3 separate regions of the Hordeum vulgare genome follow, and regions 2 and 3 are each linked to region 1. A link is a contact called in public Hi-C data. All regions are on one chromosome and are shown on one strand. Each heading gives the region's core, a stretch centred on a gene start, on an enhancer-like site or on the middle of the called end of the contact. The rest is flanking DNA. Distances are from core to core; before and after follow the strand shown.

What was found. Hi-C and Micro-C count contacts between places; a contact is called where the count stands out from the background.
Region 2: a contact with region 1 is called in a Hi-C map of seedling, with 4 times the contacts expected there. The contact joins the promoter of LOC123426032 here to the promoter of LOC123426006 in region 1. A contact is called at or near these places in 2 of 6 Hi-C or Micro-C datasets (leaf and seedling).
Region 3: a Hi-C map of leaf shows a contact between it and region 1, with 4 times the contacts expected there. The contact joins the promoter of LOC123426015 here to the promoter of LOC123426006 in region 1. A contact is called at or near these places in 2 of 6 Hi-C or Micro-C datasets (leaf and seedling) and 1 of 1 datasets of contacts at active chromatin or transcription factors (embryo).

What each region holds. Positions count from the first base shown.
Region 1 is chr1H:93,941,475-93,945,218 of MorexV3_pseudomolecules_assembly, reverse strand. It overlaps LOC123426006 (importin subunit alpha-1b), which reads left to right and starts at 1,794. Exons shown (of 11, transcript XM_045109787.1): 1 at 1,794-2,127; 2 at 2,233-2,329; 3 at 2,924-3,015; 4 at 3,110-3,241; 5 at 3,328-3,513; 6 at 3,597-3,744. The coding sequence starts at 1,900.
Region 2 is chr1H:94,676,777-94,680,520 of MorexV3_pseudomolecules_assembly, reverse strand. It overlaps LOC123426032 (protein disulfide isomerase-like 2-1), which reads left to right and starts at 2,111. Exons shown (of 11, transcript XM_045109817.1): 1 at 2,111-2,324; 2 at 3,116-3,200; 3 at 3,376-3,473; 4 at 3,556-3,611. The coding sequence starts at 2,149.
Region 3 is chr1H:94,496,314-94,500,057 of MorexV3_pseudomolecules_assembly, reverse strand. LOC123426015 (heparan-alpha-glucosaminide N-acetyltransferase-like) reads right to left here and starts at 1,961. Exons shown (of 13, transcript XM_045109797.1): 1 at 1,732-1,961; 2 at 1,500-1,637. The coding sequence starts at 1,929. It overlaps TRNAT-AGU (a tRNA gene), which reads left to right and starts at 2,046; the gene lies at 2,046-2,119.

The sequences.
Region 1 (3,744 bases), core at 545-3,044:
ACGTCACGTAGGTATTTGCTACAACCGGCGTTTAACTTTTGCTACCACACATCTTCTTCTTCGTTTTTTCCTACGATCACGTGGATATCTTTTTTGCTACAATTTTTTTGTTGCAACCGTTGACGAAAATTACTGCATAACGTCGAAATTTGTTGCATCGAGAAAAAAATGTTGCATGAAGATCTAACGGCACAACCCGCCTACAACTGGCAGATCGGGCGGCCCGCGCGCGGCCGGCCGAATCTTTCGGCCAGCTCGCCGGCGCAGAGCATCGCCCATAGAAGAAGGATTGTGCGAGGAAGGAAATTTACTAAATAAGGAAAGCGCTACCGCCATCGTCCTTAACAGACATGAATGCACTATAAAGAACACTTGAGAAAATTCTCCCATGCCGTTGAACGCCAAGTTCGGATCTAAGATTGAACTCGCCGCCGTCCAGGGTCCATCGGCGCCATCTTCTTTCGTGTCCGAGCCAGATCGGTCTGCCGTAGAAGGTCCTCGCACTGGATTCTTTCGCCCACCTCCGGATTCACCAACACCACCGTCGGGCACCGCCTGACAGAGATTCAAGCCCTCACCCCCTTCTCCAACAACAACAACCAAGTCTTCAAAGCTGTCCCCAACTAAGGATGGCAATTTTACCCATGGGTACGGGTACCCGTGGGTATCGTACCCACATGGGCAGGGTATGAGCACACTTTTATACCCATGGGTAGTACCCATACCCTTCCTATTAAATCATGGGTAGGGTACGGGTATAGCCTCGTACCCATGGGTATGCCCATACCCTACCCATTTGTGAAGTAATGTTATGTTATCGCCAATTAATCACTAATTTGTCATGTGACTCATCTACTCCTATTAACTTATGAGTATGTTGTGGTTTTTCAGTTTTGCTCATGGTCATGTACTCATCTACCTCTTGTCGAGCCAAGATAATTCAATTTTGTGTCAAATGTGCTATTAGTGAGTGTAAAATTGGGAACAATTTGTGTACTATTTGTTCTACCCGTTGGGTATCCAATGGGCACAGGTAATCGTCAGGTATGGGTATGGATAAAGTTTTATATCCGTGGGTATAGGTATGGGTAGAATTTTATACTCATTAACCATACGAGTATGTGTATGGTATTGCTCTACCCTGCTCATACCATACCCATTGCCATCCTTATCCCCAACAAGCCACCCCTGGATCGGTCCTCCACGTCGGTGTCGGAGCCGCTTAGGCTTTGGTCGCCAACGACGAGAGGGTTAGGCGGTGGGAGGTGGCTAGGGTTTTGCGATCGCCTTAGCTCCCCTCTCTCGTGCCAACAATTGTTATACTTATAACTTTTTTGCGGGGTTGAATCACGTATAACCAAATATATTAGTAGTACATTCATTTCTCGACAAGTATTTCCGGACGGATGGAGTACTTTGGAACATAGGTATCCATTTTGAAGCACTTGTGCAAGCTCAACTAGAAAAACATATCATGACTCAAGTTAATAGCTTGAGAGACAAATCATTTGAATTTTAGGTTTTGATGTTAATGCCGTTGAAAGAAAATTGGAGCATGTGGTGAGTTAGAATCCCCGCAAAACCAGCAAGTACCCGTAACCGTCATAAAAAGAACAAATAGTACCGCAAACTTGCGAGCCAAGTACTCCGGACATTCAAAATTCAAATATGCACAACTATTTCCATATGTACCCTTGCGATACCGTGTACATCCAGCTCTCAACCACCGTCATACTCCCAACTTTTCCTTCGGTGCCTCCCCTTGAGCACCTATAAAAGCACCCCACCTCGCCCACACATCTCCCCCTCCCGTTCCCCCTTTTCGAATCGAGCCCAACCGCATCGTGCGTGCGCACCCCCCCACTCCCCCCTAGGGTTTCGTTCGAGGGTTCTCCGACGATGTCGCTGCGGCCCAACGAGCGGGCCGAGGTGCGGCGCAGCCGTTACAAGGCGTCCGTCGATGCGGAGGACGGGCGGCGCAGGCGGGAGGATCAGATGGTGGAGATCCGGAAGAACCAGCGCGACGCCAACCTTCAGAAGAAGCGCCGCGACGGGTTCCCGGCCGGCGCCGCGTCCGCCGCCGGCGGCGCGCCGCAGATGGGCCACTCCTCGGCTCTCCAGCAGAAGGTACGCACCCCGTGGCTCGTTTTTCCTCTCTCGATCTGACCTATTCGTCAGGGCTCGGGTTGGGGATTCTCGATCTGACCAGTTCGGATCTGTGTTCGCGTGCAGCTGGAGGGCTTGCCGGCGATGGTGCAGGCGGTTCTCTCGGACGACAACACCGTGCAGCTCGAGGCCACCACCCAGTTCCGGAAGCTGCTCTCCATCGGTGAGACTTGAATTTACATCTGCTGATGTCTCTCGAGATTATTTTTGCCCTAGTTGAACTATACGGGATGAAATTAGGATTGTTTCTGGCGAAATCGTGGATTAATAACGCGAGAGGTCCACCAGTTCTAGATTCGCTCGTGGCTAAACAACGCGTATAGGTCTTGTATACTTGTGTATTAGGTGGGGGCAACTCAATTACTTGTCCCCATGCCACTTTCTGAGATTTGAAATTCACTGAACATGTCAATTCCATTCATCTTTTGGATGCTCCTGCACCGTATCTAATGTTACTACTACTCATAGTGATCGATCTAACTGTTGCCTTTTTAAATCAATTTTCTGCTGATCTTTTGAGTCAACTGTTTGTTGATCTAGGTAACATTGTTTCAATAACGTGATCCTGCAATGCTTATGACAATAATAACTAGGGAAACAATGGATGCTTGTTTTTTTGGCATACACCATCTGTTAAATGTTCAACACTGATTAATTTACAATCAGTTCATTTTTTTTGTTTGAGAAAAGGTCGTACCTGCTTCTAATTCAAAATTGTGTCAAGTTCACCTGCTGATATGTTGCTCAATGTTTGTAGAACGAAGCCCTCCAATTGAGGAAGTGATCAACACAGGCGTGGTGCCTCGCTTCATTGAGTTCCTCACACGGGAGGACTATCCCCAACTCCAGGTGACAACAATCCTAATGTTATGTTAATTTGATTGTAGTTGCATTTAATCACTTAAAAAGTGGCACATGTTTACCTATTTTTTTTCTGTTACAGTTTGAGGCCGCATGGGCGCTCACCAACATCGCGTCAGGCACATCAGACAACACCAAAGTGGTTGTTGAGTTCGGTGCTGTGCCCATCTTTGTCAAGCTACTCAGCTCTCCTAGTGAGGATGTCCGCGAACAGGCATGAGAACAACTCAGGAGAATTTTTACTTTCAGAGGCTTTACGGCATTATGCTAATGTTGTATGTCTCATATTTCTATTTTTAGGCTGTTTGGGCTCTGGGGAATGTTGCCGGTGACTCTCCAAAGTGCCGTGACCTTGTGCTTGGAAGTGGTGGACTGTACCCATTGTTGCAGCAGCTCAATGAGCATGCCAAGCTCTCAATGCTCAGGAATGCCACATGGACACTCTCCAACTTCTGCCGTGGGAAACCACAGCCAAACTTTGAACAGGTTTAATTCTGGGAAGTTCTCTCATTGATTGAATTTGCTGTAAAAAATGATGCTTATGAGTTGATATGTTTGCGCCTGGGCAGGTCAAACCGGCTCTCTCAGCACTGCAGCGCCTTATCCACTCTCAGGACGAGGAGGTGCTCACTGATGCCTGCTGGGCTCTCTCGTACCTGTCTGATGGAACTAATGACAAGATCCAATCTGTGATTGAATCTGGCGTTTTTCCTCGGC
Region 2 (3,744 bases), core at 862-3,361, 730 kb before region 1:
CAGGTCCGAGACAAGTAGACCGATACTTTCTGCATCTACTACTATTACTCCACACATCGACCGCTATCCAGCATGCATCTAGTGTATTGAGTTCATGACGAACAGAGTAACGCCTTAAGCAAGATGACATGATGTAGAGGGATAAATTCATGCAATAGATATAAACCCCATCTTTTTACCCTTTATGGCAACAACACGATGCGTGCCTCGCTACCCCTTCTGTCACTGGTGAGGTCACCGCACGGTATGAACCCAAAACCAAGCACTTCTCCCATTGCAAGAATCATAGACCAAGTTGGCCAAACAAAACCCACAACTCGAAGAGAATTACAAGGATATGAAATCATGCATATAAGAGATCAGAAGAAACTCAAATAAGGTTCATAGATAATCTGATCATAAATCCATAATTCATCGGATCTCGACAAACACACCGCAAAAGAAGATTACATCGGATAGATCTCCATGAAGATCATGGAGAACTTTGTATTGAAGATCCAAGAGAGAGAAGAAGCCATCTAGCTACTAGCTATAGACCCGAAGGTATATGGTGAACTACTCACGCATCATCGGAGAGGCAATGGTGTTGATGAAGAAGCCCTCCGTATCCGAATCCCCCCTCAGACAGGGCACCAGAACGTGCCCCAGATGGGATCTTGCGGAGACAGAAGCTTGCGGCGGCGGAAAAGTATTTTCGTGGATCTCTCTCGTGGTTTTGGATTTTTTGGGGATTTATAGGCGGAAGAAGTAGGGCAGAGGAGCCACAGGGGGCCCACGAGCCTGCTAGGCGCGGGCCCCCGTGTCGCGCCTAGGGGGCTTGTGGCCTCCCCTGGTGCCCTCTACCTTGGTTCTCAAGCTTCCTGTGTATCTTCTGTTCCGGAAAAAATTCTTTTCGGAGGATTTATTCCGTTTGGACTCCGTTTAATATTCTCCTATGAAAAGGATCAAAAACACGAAAAAAACAGGAACTGGCACTTGGCATCGAGTTAATAAGTTAGTCCCAAAAAAGATATAAAAGGCATACAAAACATCCAAAGTTTGACAAGATAATAGCATGAAACCATAAAAAATTATAGATACGTTGGAGACGTATCAGGCCCCCGAACACCATCGCATGGCACGAACTCCTTGACACATTAGCTCTCCACGAACCGAAGTAAACCAGATTGATGATCACACCTGCTCGCATCTAGAGCCTTTGGGAGAACGAAGTCTCTATACCGGTCCATCGTGGCCACCCCACCCTCGGAGCCCTTTGAGTTGATCTCGTCGATCAGGCTTCCTCTGAAGATTGGGATCTTCATGTGGCAGTGGATCCACGATAGGACCCCCTCTGTAGTGGATGTGCCTCCTATGTGGGACAATTGAGGACTCCAACCACATATTCTTTGCGTGCATGACCGCCCAGTTCCTCTGGTCCTCCCTCCGCGAGGCCATCGGTGACTGTTGGTGTAACACCAAATTTCCTGACCTTTTCACCGAGATCCAGGCCTCCCCCTCCGCGGGATACCACACTAGGTGGCTGGTTATTGGGGTCCTCGTTTAGACATCGTGGACGGTTTGTGATAAGCTTGTGATTCAACATGTTCTTCGCTGCGTGGCTGATGTCGTGTTTAAAATGTGTGGTTACTTGCAGCTCTCGCGGCCGCCTAGTCGCACCCAGGACGAGGACGCCGTCAACTCATTCATTGCTGATCTCCGGGCGATGGCCCTTCGCTTGGCGTCGTCGCTTCCTTCTCCACCACCTGAGCCGGATTAGCCCCTTCGCTTTACGCCATGTCCGCCCTTTTTTTTGTTAGGGCTTTGTTGAGTTGTGTCATGAGGAGAACCCTCCCGTATTTATGTTGTGTGTGTTTGGATCTGTTCTTGTTCGAATTTTGTGGCTGTGGTGGTTTGCCTTATTTATAAAGTCTGACTAAAGCCTTTTTCGATAGTTTTTAGGGACACTTGAAAATTAAATGCTTTAAAAAATAAACAAGATTTGAAATTATATCCTTCTATCCAATCGGGCCCGTCGCTGGCCCACCAACTACTAGTGCAAGAATGGTTTCAAAAAAAAAGAAGAAAACTACTAGTGCAAGACGGACAGGTGCCAACCATATATTAACCTGCTCACCCGGGTCACCCGAGCTCGCAGCAAAACAGATCATGGCGACCCCTCAGATCTACCGCAAAACCCTCCTCGCCGTCCTGCTCCTGCTCGCCGCCGCGGCGCTCTACCCAGCCGCCGCCGAAGGCGACGAGGTGCTCGCCCTCACGGAGTCCACCTTCGAGAAGGAGGTTGGCCAGGATCGTGGTGCGCTCGTCGAGTTCTACGCTCCCTGGTCCGTGGCCCGCCGCATCCCTCCCTTGCCCTCCTTACCTCCTCGTATCACGACGTTCTCGTGTAGTTTGACCTGCGCGTGCGCCGCATGGATCTGGATCAGTGGCTGCTTTGCTTACTCCACTGGTCGCAGACCTCGGATCTCTGATGGGATCGTGCCCAGGTTGCCGCTGGAACGGATCGTAGCGAAATTGTAGCCCGGAGTCGAGCAGTCTAGATGCTACTGGACTGACCTCCCGTTGAAGTGGGAAAATATCGGGATCTTTAGCTAAAACAAACGATCTGCCTTGTTCACGCTGGCAGGCTGAACTGTTTTCATCTCCTTTTGACGTGCACTAGAATTGGAATTGGTATTAGCCTGTTGAGAATTTTGCTGCAATTCGGATCTCGGTCTTTGGATCTCAGATTCACTATTGTTGGAAGAAAAAAAAATCTGGGCACGAGAGTAGAAACGGTCTACTTGTAGGAGATTTGGATCAAATCTTATGTTGTGGTGATTTTACTATACCTTTGAAAATAGGCTTACACGCTCATTGTAATAGTGAGTAGAGCGTTCACTTTAAGGCTGATCTTTGATGTTGTTAGATATTTGGTGGGTTGTTCTGGATGTAGAATGTTTATCAATATACGAACCAATCCTAATTGGTCGGAGGCAATTGCATTAAAATCATGCCTACTATTTCTGTTAGTCTCATATTTATTATCTTGTTTGTAGAAACTAGTTCCTTCTTCGATGACTGTACTTTCCTACTCTTTGGTTAAATTATTTGATGATTGTTTTCTGTTTTATAGGTGTGGCCACTGCAAGAAGCTTGCTCCAGAATATGAGAAGCTTGCTGCAAGCTTTAAGAAAGCTAAATCAGTCTTGATTGCCAAGGTAAATCTTGTGCTTTTGAAAGTGTTTTGTACATTAACTGTTATTTGCCTATCATGATGTTACAGAGTATAATCAACAATTGTGGAGTATTATAACATATAACATAATACTGTTATTTGCCTCTAAATTGCATAGTGTTTGTTATGGTATATTTACTAAGTTTCTCTCTATCCAGGTTGACTGCGATGAGCACAAGAGTGTGTGCAGTAAGTATGGAGTTTCTGGCTACCCCACAATCCAGTGGTTTCCCAAAGGTTCTTTGGAGCCCAAGAAGTGAGAATGCACACTTTGGTTTTGATCAATTCACTTGTTATAAAATAAAATCAGAAAACTTAATGTTGAACTCATTGTTTAGGTATGAGGGTCAACGCACTGCTGAAGCCCTTACAGAATATGTTAACTCTGAAGCAGGTAAACTCCATTTTGTGGTGGTAGTACATTTTCCAGCCATGCTGTTTTAGTGGGTTTCCACTCAGTCGGGTCTCTTTGATGACCATTTAATGGATTATATGTAGAACATTTAAGTTTTCACCACAGGGACATA
Region 3 (3,744 bases), core at 712-3,211, 550 kb before region 1:
CGGGGTCGGCGAACGCCGGCGGTGCTCTGATGGTCGCGGCGACGGCGAGCCCGACCGGGGGTGCGGCTGCGGGCGAGGGGAGGCGAGCGGGGGCGCAGGCGCTGCGGGAGCTCGGGTCCCTGGGAGGCGACGGACGCGGTCGGGCCATGCGGGCCCTACATGTCATAACAGTGATTATAACTGTCAATTTAACGGAGTTAACTATTATGCCAAGTCAACACTTATGTGTGGGCCAACCCTATCATAATCGAGTTTAAACGAGACGAATTGGACACTTTACAAACTTGGTAGCTTTTAGTCACAGATTAGCAAAAAAGTGGTAGTTTTGGGGACAAAATCGTAAAGTGGTAGTTTGTAGGCACGGTTCGACGAATTGTGGTAGTTTTTTTGGTAAATACTCTCTTAACATGGTATCAGAGATTAGGTCTTGAGTTCAAGTCCTGTCTTTTGCAATTTATTGAAAAATTGTTGCTGCCCCCCTTTGTCCATGTATAGGCCTCTTGAGTCATATCTCTGAGTCTATCCACGTGTTGGCTTTTTGCATCACACGTGAGACAGGGTGTTGAAGTGCATATGTGGATTGCCTAGCCCTTTCCATCAGTTCGGACTGATGGGTAAACTGGTGAGCTGCATAAATTTGCAAGCAAGAGGAAGACACGAGGGGGAGTGTTGGGGAGCAATGTCCGTCCCTCTCCCATAGTTCGCACTTTTGGTTGCGTTGGCTAGTGCATGAATCTTAACAATTATAATATAGTACTTGGTATAGAAGCTAGGAATGAAAGGTTAAAGAAATGTTAGACAAACTCAACAGACCCTACTAAGGTTTACAACAATTTGGCCATGAGAATCTTTCATCTCTTTTCTCTTCTTTTTTTTTCGTGCGTACAATCCATGATCTCACTAGTGCAACTTCTACAACGAACCGTTGATTCCCAGTTTCCTACTTTGAAATCATAGTTATCTGATGATCAAAATGGTCCGCACACTTATAAAAGGCTTAAGCAAACTTTCAAGGCAAATGGTAGCCAAACTGAACATTTTTTGCTCCGTAAAGGTTTTACAAGGGTCCGGCATCCATGAAAATGGCAAAACAGATCCTCAAACTTCATTTTAGAGAAGTTGCAGTATGGTTAGGAGGCACTTAAGTACCTCCACGCTACAAACATATCAGCCGTTGCTTAAGATAAGGTACAACAGGTGCATAACATTCTGTAGGTTAGTAACAGTTGAAGACGCCCAAGATTAGGGCAAATGAAAAATCTAGCAAGCACCGAACCATTCCCCAGTCTCTAAGTCCCGACCATTTGGTTATTTTCATATAGCACGACCATTTGGTTGTTAGGATGGTTATACTACATCGTCTATAGTAGACAGTAGTAACTACTCCCTCCCTCCGTCCAGAATTACTTTCATCAAAATAAAAAGAAAATCCAGATCTAAAATACGTCTAAATACATTTATTTCTATGACAAATAATTCCGGACAGTAATTCAGTATACCTTAAAGACGAGGGCCGCGGAGACGCCGATGATGAAGAGGAAGGCCGGCATGACGAAGTCCGCCACCGTCACCCCCAACCACGGCGCGTGGTTTATCCCCGGCCACGCCCCGCCGGCGTCGTCCACGAGTATCATCATCTGAGCGAGCGCAAGCAAACACGATTGGCACGCGAATACGAAGAGAAACAGACAAGCCTGTGGGAAGATCCGAAGAGGTTAGGGTTCTACTGACGGCGACGGTGAGGCCGCGGAACACGTCGAGCGAGGCCACCCGCTGCGGCTTCTGCTGCCCGGGCTTCGCATCCGCCCCCGGCGGCTGCGGCAAAGGGGATACGGGGTATGGGAGGATCTCTTCTCCGGTATCGAGGAGGGGGCGGCGGCGGTCGCCGTCATCTCCATCGCTGGCGACGGCGACCACGGTGGCGTCCATTTTTGGGATCTCCTGCTGCTGTCGTATGCGGAGTAGTGTATTGCAGAGTGTTGTGGAAGACCGGACTAATAGATTTGATTCAGTGTATTTTATAGTAAACAATTATAATCACAGTAGCTCTCGTAGCTCAGTTGGTTAGAGCACCCGTTTAGTAAGCGGGAGGTCTTGAGTTCAACTCTCAACGAGAGCATTTCTATTTTAATTTTTCTTTCAGTTTCGTCAGTACGACCCTGGCAATAGCATTTTTCTTTCGGTTTTGTTCAACAAGAACATTTTTTTTTTCTTTTCAGTTTCGTCAGTACGACCCTGGCATAGCTGGTTTGATTTTCTTCTACTCCCTTTTCAATATATATATGCCTTCTTCAAATTCAAGCCATTACCTAAACATTAAAACATTAATCTGTTTTACCTTGATCATTTGTTTACCATGTAAGGTATTTCATTACTTTTTAGCACAAGCATGGAGTAGTTGATTTTTTTTCTTCTTTTTTTTCAATATCTATTTTTTTTCAAATTCATGCCATTAGAAAAACATTCAAATATCATTTATCCTTTTTACCGACAAGCTGGGAAGCATCTAAACTATTTCATTATTTTTTTAGAACAAACATAGAGTAGTTGATCTCTTTTTCTTTTCTTTGAATACCTATGCTTCTCCATATTCGCGCCATTAGGAAAACATTCAAATATTATTATACCGTTTTACCGACAAGTTGGCAAGCATCTAAACTATTTCATTATTTTTTAGGACAAACATAGAGTAGATAATTTCTTTTTCTTTCTCTTTTCTTTGAATACCTATGCTTCTTCAGATTCATGCCATTCGAAAAACATTCAAATATCATTAAACCGTTTTATGACTAGCTGGCAAGCATCTGAGCTATTTTAAAAAATTAGCACAAACATAGAGTAACTGATCTCTTTTTTCTCCTTTTTTCAATATCTATGGTTCTTCATTTTAGTATTTTTAGCACAACCATGGAGTAATCGATCTCAATTTTTTTCTCAATATCTATGCCTTCTTCAGAAATTTAAAAAACAGCTAAAACATCATTAATTCATTTTACCCACAACCTTAGAAGCATCTAAAGTACTTTAGTTCTTTACCATGACCATATAGTAGTCTATCCGTTTTTTTCTCCTTCTTCGATATGTATGCCTTCTTCAAATATCATGCCATTAGGAAATCACTAAAAAGATTATTACTTAATTTTACCCACATTAAATCTATTGGCACTCCAAGCTCGAACTATTGTTGGTTCATTCTGTGTAGAAACCTTTTATGAATTATTATCTCCTTTCTAAAAGAAATGATTGTATAGAGTTTCATGCATTATGAAAACGTCGAAGTATAGGTTGGATTTTCATTGTTTCGATTGGATGACATTCTTCATTGATTATATTAGTGATGAACATCCAGATAAACACATAAATTGATATGTTATTGCGTGTGGAAGTTGTTACCATCCTTTCTATGTGCATCACTCAAATTCAATGGTAATTGCGATTACACAATGCCCTTATATATAATAGCACATTGAGATATATGTTGGTGAGTAAGGGCGCCTAGTGGGAGGAGCAATTATCTTTATTTCACTTTTGTTAGTAGGACCCTAACATGATTGGATTCTATTATTTTTTCTCCCTTTTAAGTATGCATGTCGTCGGAGTATTTTTTTTGACAGATCCATCAATAGGGTAATCTGGCCAGACAAGTGATGCTGTCCTAGACTAGGGGTGCTTGCCACGTCCGCTCTCGGCCATATGGGTCATACCAACCATTGTGCTACGTTCGTTGTGCCCAGGAGCGCCAAG